Regions from separate parts of the Mus musculus genome. Here region 2 is linked to region 1. Evidence: chromatin contacts called from public Hi-C data. All regions are on one chromosome and are shown on one strand. The core of a region is the stretch at or near the end of the contact, and the rest is flanking DNA. Distances in the headings are between cores, read along the strand shown.

Region 1 (3,947 bases), core at 369-2,868:
GCCAGCATGCTGGATGGAGGACCATGGCCCTCAGGTGGAACAGGGACAGAGTCAAGATGTGATGAAAAGCCTTGCTCGTGACCAAGAATACAACTGAACGCGCTCAGTCCTAGAGAGAGCGCCAGAGAGAGCAAGTGAGCTAGGAGGTGGTGAAAGAAAGAAGCCTTGGACAGATCGGTCAAGGTGTGAAGCCTTGGACAGATCGGTCAAGGTGTGAAGCCTTGGACAGATCGGTCAAGGTGTGAAGCCTTGGACAGATCGGTCAAGGTGTGAAGCCTTGGACAGATCGGTCAAGGTGTGAAGCCTTGGACAGATCGGTCAAGGTGTGAAGCCTTGGACAGATCGGTCAAGGTGTGAAGCCTTGGACAGATCGGTCAAGGTGTGAAGCCTTGGACAGATCGGTCAAGGTGTGAAGCCTTGGACAGATCGGTCAAGGTGTGAAGCCTTGGACAGATCGGTCAAGGTGAAGCTTGTAGCTAGTGCTGAGTAATGGTTGACCAGGGTGTCTTTTCCAAAAGAAGCCAGGCACGGTGCCCAGATGAGTTTTGTATGTGCCGTGAAGTTGCTAAATATTGTATTGAGTCCGAAGGGGCTTTTTAATCACAGAAGCCAGAACTTCTATCACCGGGAAAAAGAGAAGTGACTGGACAGAGAACGCTAAATGTCTGTTTATCCACAAAATGTCGTCGCTTTCTGTACCTCTATATCTTCAAAGAATGGGGACTTCCTTTTCCATCTGGTCTATGTGTGGATAGAAAAGATTAAAGCAACCAAGAGTGCAGGAAGATGAGAACTTTAACCAGATCCCATTTTTCCTAAAGCTCCAAGTCTCCAAAGCGTTTATCCACACAAATAGCCATCTCAGAGCACATAGTATCTATCCAAAAATCAAATGCCCTTCTTAGGCTTCTTAAGAAATAATGTCACACCCTCTGCTTTCCCAGGATACACCACTTGTGGGTATAACAAACCAGTCCTTAATAATTTGAATATTTGATTGCTAGGGTTTTTTTCTTTTTTCTTTTGAACACTGGGTGGCATTTTGAAGACCATACAGCCATTTCAAGTCGTGTGGCTTTTGACCAAGGCTCTGGTAGAGATGAGAAATGCATGCACCTGCTCCTGGGTCCCAGAGGCAACCATGCTGTCACAGTTGTGACCCCTTGAGCAGTCTTGAGATAGCCAGAACTGCAGGGACGGTTCAGCCTGCAGCCTGGCACCTCAGCATCCATTATTTGGCAGTCTCAAAGCCCAGCCTTCAACTCCTCATTACATGTGTTATTTTAACAATTGTACACAATTGAATGAGGTCCAACTGCCTGGTTTCCGCCTAAGCCGTCTGAAGTGTATTTAAAACACTTCTGAAAAGGAAACCTTCCCTTTGATGCTGGTGCAGGCCTTAATTGACAGTAGTGACCTCATTCTCAGTGGCTTGCAAACCTCGAAGAAACCTGTCCTTTGCCCTTGACGGAAGTGGGCTGTAGATCTAGACCTGGACCATCAGGAGAAGACAAAGCACATACAGCAAGTGTGGGGGGGGGCGGGGGGGGGGCAGCCATCTCTGAGCTGTCAAAATGACAAACAGATGGTGATCAGTCTACCCACCCAGACCTCTCCCCTGCTTGCAAGGACTGTGCAACAGATAGAGATGCTGAATAAAGAGTGAGTGAGTGGAATGGCAGGCGCACAGATGGAGGGACTCTAAAATTCCTAGAAAGCGCAAGCTGAATGTGTGATGAACTAAAATTAAGTGTAGTTGTGTGAGCCAACGCAAGTAGTGGAGAGAGTGTCGTCCTGACAACTGGAACAAGCTTAGCTCTCACGGATGCCAGTGACCTTTGCCCATCTCTCCAGCCTCCATTCTCATATCCAGAAAGTCTGGTAACTGTGGACGACACATGATGTCTATTTCTAAGGTGTAAGACTGGGGTTCTAAGATGAAGCGACGAGGCATGCTCACTGGCAATCTCATTGCATTTTGTTGAGGTAACGTTGCTGCTGTCTTGGCATATGATTTACACTGTGGCTTGCCCAGGGAGCAAGTGGGGACAGCCTTGGGTTTACAGTTGCAGACTTTAAGGTCTTCAGTGTGATTGATGCAGGGGCCAAGGGTAAACCCATTTACAATGACTGGTTGCCTTTGAGATCTAATGGCTGGCTGGAGAAGACACCAGGAGCAGAGGGCCCATTGTTCCAGTGGGAACTTAGTGCTTTGTGCTTAGTGCTTGTTGGTCCCACTGTTAGGACAGCCCCTCCCCTTCTCTCTCCTTCTCTTTCCTTCCTTTTTTTTTTAAGATTTATTTATTATTATACATAAGTACACTATAGCTGTCTTCAGACACATCAGAAGAGGGCATCAGATCTCATTACGAGTGGTTGTGAGCCACCCTATAGTTGCTGGGATTTGAACTCAGGGTCTTTGGAAGAACAGTCAGTGCTCTTACCTGCTAAGCCATCTCGCCAGCCTTCCTTCTCATTTCTTATGTACCCCTTTATTCTTTTCCTCATATTCCCTCTACCTCCTCACAATATCTTGTTAGTATTGTTTTCTCTCCAATGATTGGTGTTATTCCCTGGTTGGTCTTTGTCTCTGTGTCTGTGTCTGTTTCTGTGTGTGTCAGACAGAGAGAGAGAGAGAGAGAGAGAGAGAGAGAGAGAGAGAGAGAGAGAGAGACAGACGGACAGACAGACAGACATTGTGTAATAATGGAGAAGAGAGCTGGGGTTGGAATTTGGCTGTGCCATGTACACGCATTATTATCCAATCCAATGTGTGGTTTTCCTCCTGTGGACCTTCTTTCCATCTCTTCAGGTCACAGGCCACATAACCGAGATAAAACTATTACACACCCAAGCAACCACTCAGCAGCCCCTTGCTGTGGCTTCTGCCCTGCTGTGAAGACAGGTAGACAATGCTGCCTGTTCTTCGTTGTAGGGGATTGGCAGAGAGTAGCAGCGAGCCAACCAGAGAAAACAGATACAGTTGTCCTCTTGGCTTCTGAGTGTCTACACTGTCAATTCCAGGACAGCAAAACTTCTCCATGACTGGCCTGATTTCGCTTTAGTGCTTTTAGCTGAATTCTAACTTAGATCTTAACACAGAGGTCCTGCATGTGTGCGCCCTGCCGGTAGCCATGGCTGAACAGAGTGCTATGTATCCTGCATAAGATCGGGACCCAGACTGCCTCCGGTTAGGCTCCTGGGTGAGTTGTACTTGGAGTGAATGAAAGATATAACATAAGATGTAAATTAACAGATTTTGTTTGTTTGTTTGTTTATTGGAGATAGGTTGCTGTGTCCAGGCTGGTCTTGAACTTGCGTAAGTTGTGTAGAATGAACCTTCTCATTCTCCTTCCTTCATCTCCTATGTATTGAGATTAAACGTGTGCCACCATGCCTGGGTTTATGGTGAAGCAGAACACTTGATGGGTGATGCGTGCCCAGTAGGATGGAATGGGGGCAAGAGGATACTTAGGGAGAAGGGCAGGGGTTGATAGACACGGCAACTCATTGCTGTGAGCTAAGACAGTATCCCATTGATTATGCTTACAGTTCCAATGGGAGTCAACATGTTGCTCTTCTGTGCAACTAGACATGTATGCACCCAGATGCACTGCTCAGTAGAGTACGGAACTTGGGTCCTGGACTGAACCTGACTCAGTGCCCTCCTGGCTTGATGTAGCCACTCTCTGTGCATGCTCTCCCGGAAGACTGGAACTTCTCTGAGTCTGTAAATGCCACGAGGCTTACTCAGAACCCCTGTCCTGAGCCTTGTAGCTGAAGGAATTCTCCTTTCTGATGCAGGAGAGATGCAATGCAGAATCAACACTGGGAAGCATAGACCGGGGCTGGCCCTTCTTCCCGCTGGCAGTGGGACCCTGTGCAGGACCCACGCACCATGAGGAAATCCCATCCTGCATCCTGCTCATCTCTTTGTGTAGGAGTGG
Region 2 (3,556 bases), core at 936-3,435, 360 kb before region 1:
GAAGGAACCAGTGTGAGTGAACATTAATTTGGCGGACAAAAGAGGCATTTTTAATTTTATTTGATGAATGAAATAAATTACTTTATTATAAATTAAATGTGAAATAAACATTTATGATCTGTTCTCAAGGAATAAAACAAATTGAGTGCCTAGCATATGTGTAGTAGATCTCTTTGTCCAGTTGGTGGTGCTAAGAACTCTGATTTAATACATTTGTATGCGCGCGCGCGCGCGCGCGCGCGCGCACACACACACACACACACACACACCACACACACACACACACACACACACGCCTGACTGAATGGAGAAGTTAAACCTGAAGCCTTTCTTAATAAATGTTATTTTTACTGGGTTTTGAATTTTTAGCATAAAGTGTGTGCCCAAATCATGTACTTTCTAGGGTTAAGAAATGGATCAAATCTCTCAGATGGCAAGCAGAATGCATTTATAGTAAATTCCCGTATCGAGATGATTGGCCCACGTTAATGCCCATCTATTGGAAATTGCAGGGTTGTGTGACATCTAACTCCATCCTGCAATAGCCTTTTGAGCCAGCTCATCTGGAGGAGACGGGTGCGGCTGGTAATGGATGCTGGAGAAGTGGAGTGGTGGTCCTGGTCATGTTTATGTGCCAGAGTTAGATTTACAGATGCTGATGGCCTATGGCTATTAGGAGTTTGCTTTTCTATGGATGTATTGCTGCGACAGCCGGCACATTGCTTTGCTGGGGTGAGGTTTGTTTCTTTAACCCCCGAAGCCCTTGCTTACAGCTCTGATGAGGCCGCATAGAGCGCTAGCACGTCGCACAGGCAGATCCTGCACAGTTCATAACCGCCTGCCAGCTCCTCAGCTTCTTTACAGCCTGCCTTCCCCAGTGGCGGCACAAACATTCCCTGAGGTCAGGAACATAAGGCCAGGTGCACCTTTGCTTTTGTCCACCTTAATGCTTCCGTGGCTGTGTGCACAGACTTAGTTCCTTTGGTACCGGTAGCAAAAACCCTGAAGACTTAGCAAGGGACAGGAGACCTTCCTCATTTCTAGGGACCCCTTATGCTCTACACCCCCAAAGTGATTTTTTAAGGTCAAAAAGTTCCATAAAACTGTTAGATTTACCCAAAAGATACTACCGTTGTTTTATCTTGGTTCCAGACATTTTCCTGTCACCCACAGGGATGGCTTCTGTATGTCTATATGAAGCTGTTTAAGGGTGGAAAAGGAAGTGCCCATTTGCTACAAGGGACAAAAAGGTGGTACCAAGAGTTTGTTTAGGTACTGAGTTATTCTACAAAATTTTATCAGGCCGTGCTGGGTCTTGGGCTTACAAAGATGTACTCTAGGAGAGCCTGAACACATCAGAGTCTGTGGGTTTAAAGAAGCCGGATGCTGGGTGAGGATGTAGCTCGGTGGTAGATTGCTTGCTGGCATGTGTCAGGCCTTGAGGTCAACCTCAGTGACCACTCCCCAGAAAAAAATCTTACAGAAGCTGCAAGATCCTCCCACCATGTCGAAATTAATAAATGGTCCTGTTGCCTAGATTTAAATGTATTATAAATTTATAAACGTAGGTTATAGGAGTATCTGTCATTTAGTTGAACTGAGAGTTTTAGTACATTTTCTGTGTTTTGGCTCAGAAGGTTTCTGTCCAATGATAACCGTGAAACACCTGATGGTGAAGCGTTTGCTAATAGAGAAGTTAAAAACACCAGAGCCAAGTGTACCCTCTTTAAGAACTAGCACAGCTAACGGCTTTGCCATGATCAGGTCTTTGAGATTTGGCCTTTACAGTGCCTTGGACTTGAATAATGGAGATGCTCAGGAATCATCTACAACATCCCTTTGCACAGCTCAGAAAATGGAGCCTGAACTAACGCTTGTGTCTACCCAAGGTCACGTAGGTCGGATCCTAACTGGGATCAACTGACTTCCAATTCCACGATACTGTGTTATTTTCCTCCCTGACTTTGACACAGTGAGCCATTTTCCATGTAAATAAAAACAACTGTACCTTGTTCCGCCTCAGTAAACGTCCATACTAAATATGGAATGCATTCCTGCACAATTGCACAATGCAAACCCGGCCTGCTCCTGAGGCAGGTAATTAAGGAGCTGCTGTATCCATGGCAGAGCCCGGCTAGGGAAGGCAGGGCACACCAGGCTCTGAATGTGCAGTTCTCAGCCAGAGCCAAGGAGCGGTGGCATGGCTGTGCCCAGGAAGCAGACAGGCTTTCATTTGCCGGTTGGCTCGCCTGCTTCTTGTTTCTCGCTAGATGAATGGCATTGTATGCCGCAGGTGTATTAGTAATTTCTGAGTTTGTTCCCCACTAAAAATGACCTCATTGTTTTCTGCTGCTTCTCCATAATTATACAGGAACAGGAAAATAAACCCACCCTGAGTACAGTCCGAAGCAGAAATCTTGTGTTCTTTATGCAAGTTTGATTTATAGACGTGAACTGCAGAGCAGAGTGACGAGGAAACATTCATCTTCCCATTGCTCGTTGCCATGGCAACGGAGTACACAGAGTAGTGTCATTCCAGTCCTGGTGATGTCTGCAGTAGTTTATTCCTTTGTTGTGCGCGTTTCTTAAGCAACTGCCTCGCGTTCTCCCATCATTACAATTAATCATGCATGCACGTCCTTATCTTTCATCGCACATAGAAAGTACTAAAAAATGCATGACAGAAATAGGGAGAATTTAAATATGAGTGTGGCTTTAAACATGCATTTATAATTTCCCCCTCTCAGTCCCTTTGGAAAAATAGGTCATGTAAAAAAGAAAAACTTGTATTAATGTATAGACGTTCCAATGAGGAGAGCAAGGCAAGCCTTTGAGGAGAAGCCAGGAAAGCTTACGGAACGTTACATCCTGAGACCCCCAGAGTGTCCACCTGAGTCACTTCACATTTTGAGTAAAACTTTTCCCTGTCCCCCCATAAAAGCTTCTGGAGAATCTTTTATTTTTATTTATTTATTTATTTATTTATTTATTTATTTATTTATTTATTTATTTATTTATTGGTTTTTCGAGACAGGGTTTCTCTGTGTAGCCCTGGCTGTCCTGGAACTCACTTTGTAGACCAGGCTGGCCTCAAACTCAGAAATCCACCTGCCTCTGCCTCCCAAGTGCTAGGATTAAAGGCGTGCGCCACCACTGCTCTGGCTGCTGGAGAATTTTTCATAAGCGACTTCTGTTTCTCTACTCTCTTGAATTATCTGAACATCCTTAGTGACTGGTAGGTAGACATGGCAGATCTGAAAGACTAGGAGTCCTTTGGTTTTTTTAAAGGCTCATAAAGTTCAAGAATCTACCATAACACAAGTAAAGGAATTCTAGTTATTCTTTCTTCTTTCTTAAATCTTTCATCTTCTGCTTGAGTCAGGGACTTAGTTATAGCCCAGGCTAGCCCAGGACTTAGATATAGCCCAGGCTAGCCTGGAGGCCCTGAGATCTTCATGCTTCCACTCATAGGTTGCGCCACCATGCCCAGACTTTCTTATTCTTTTAAGCAAAATAACTTTACTCTAGTCGTATCTCATTTGGTTCTGAGGAGATA

Evidence for each region. A called contact is a pair of places that touch in the nucleus more often than the background predicts.
Region 2: a Hi-C map of cortical neurons shows a contact between it and region 1, with 4 times the contacts expected there. The contact joins two enhancer-like sites. A contact is called at or near these places in 1 of 15 datasets of contacts at CTCF or cohesin (large pre-B cells), 7 of 484 Hi-C or Micro-C datasets (LSK cells, Th2 cells, bone marrow-derived macrophages and 4 more) and 6 of 115 datasets of contacts at active chromatin or transcription factors (bone marrow-derived macrophages, double positive thymocytes, embryonic basal ganglia and 3 more).

What each region holds. Positions count from the first base shown.
Region 1 is chr12:99,471,697-99,475,643 of GRCm38.p6, reverse strand. It overlaps a transcript of Foxn3 not described here. Among named protein-coding and RNA genes, the nearest start is that of Foxn3, 24 kb to the right of the region's middle. Within about 2 kb of position 1,618, at least 13 of the 459 cell types and tissues checked have an H3K27ac peak or open chromatin away from gene starts, as enhancers often do. A contact at or near this core is called in cortical neurons and embryonic basal ganglia, where this site is marked.
Region 2 is chr12:99,835,555-99,839,110 of GRCm38.p6, reverse strand. All of the region lies in intron 5 of Efcab11 (EF-hand calcium binding domain 11), which reads left to right. Among named protein-coding and RNA genes, the nearest start is that of Efcab11, 46 kb to the left of the region's middle. Within about 2 kb of position 2,185, at least 59 of the 459 cell types and tissues checked have an H3K27ac peak or open chromatin away from gene starts, as enhancers often do. A contact at or near this core is called in cortical neurons and embryonic basal ganglia, where this site is marked.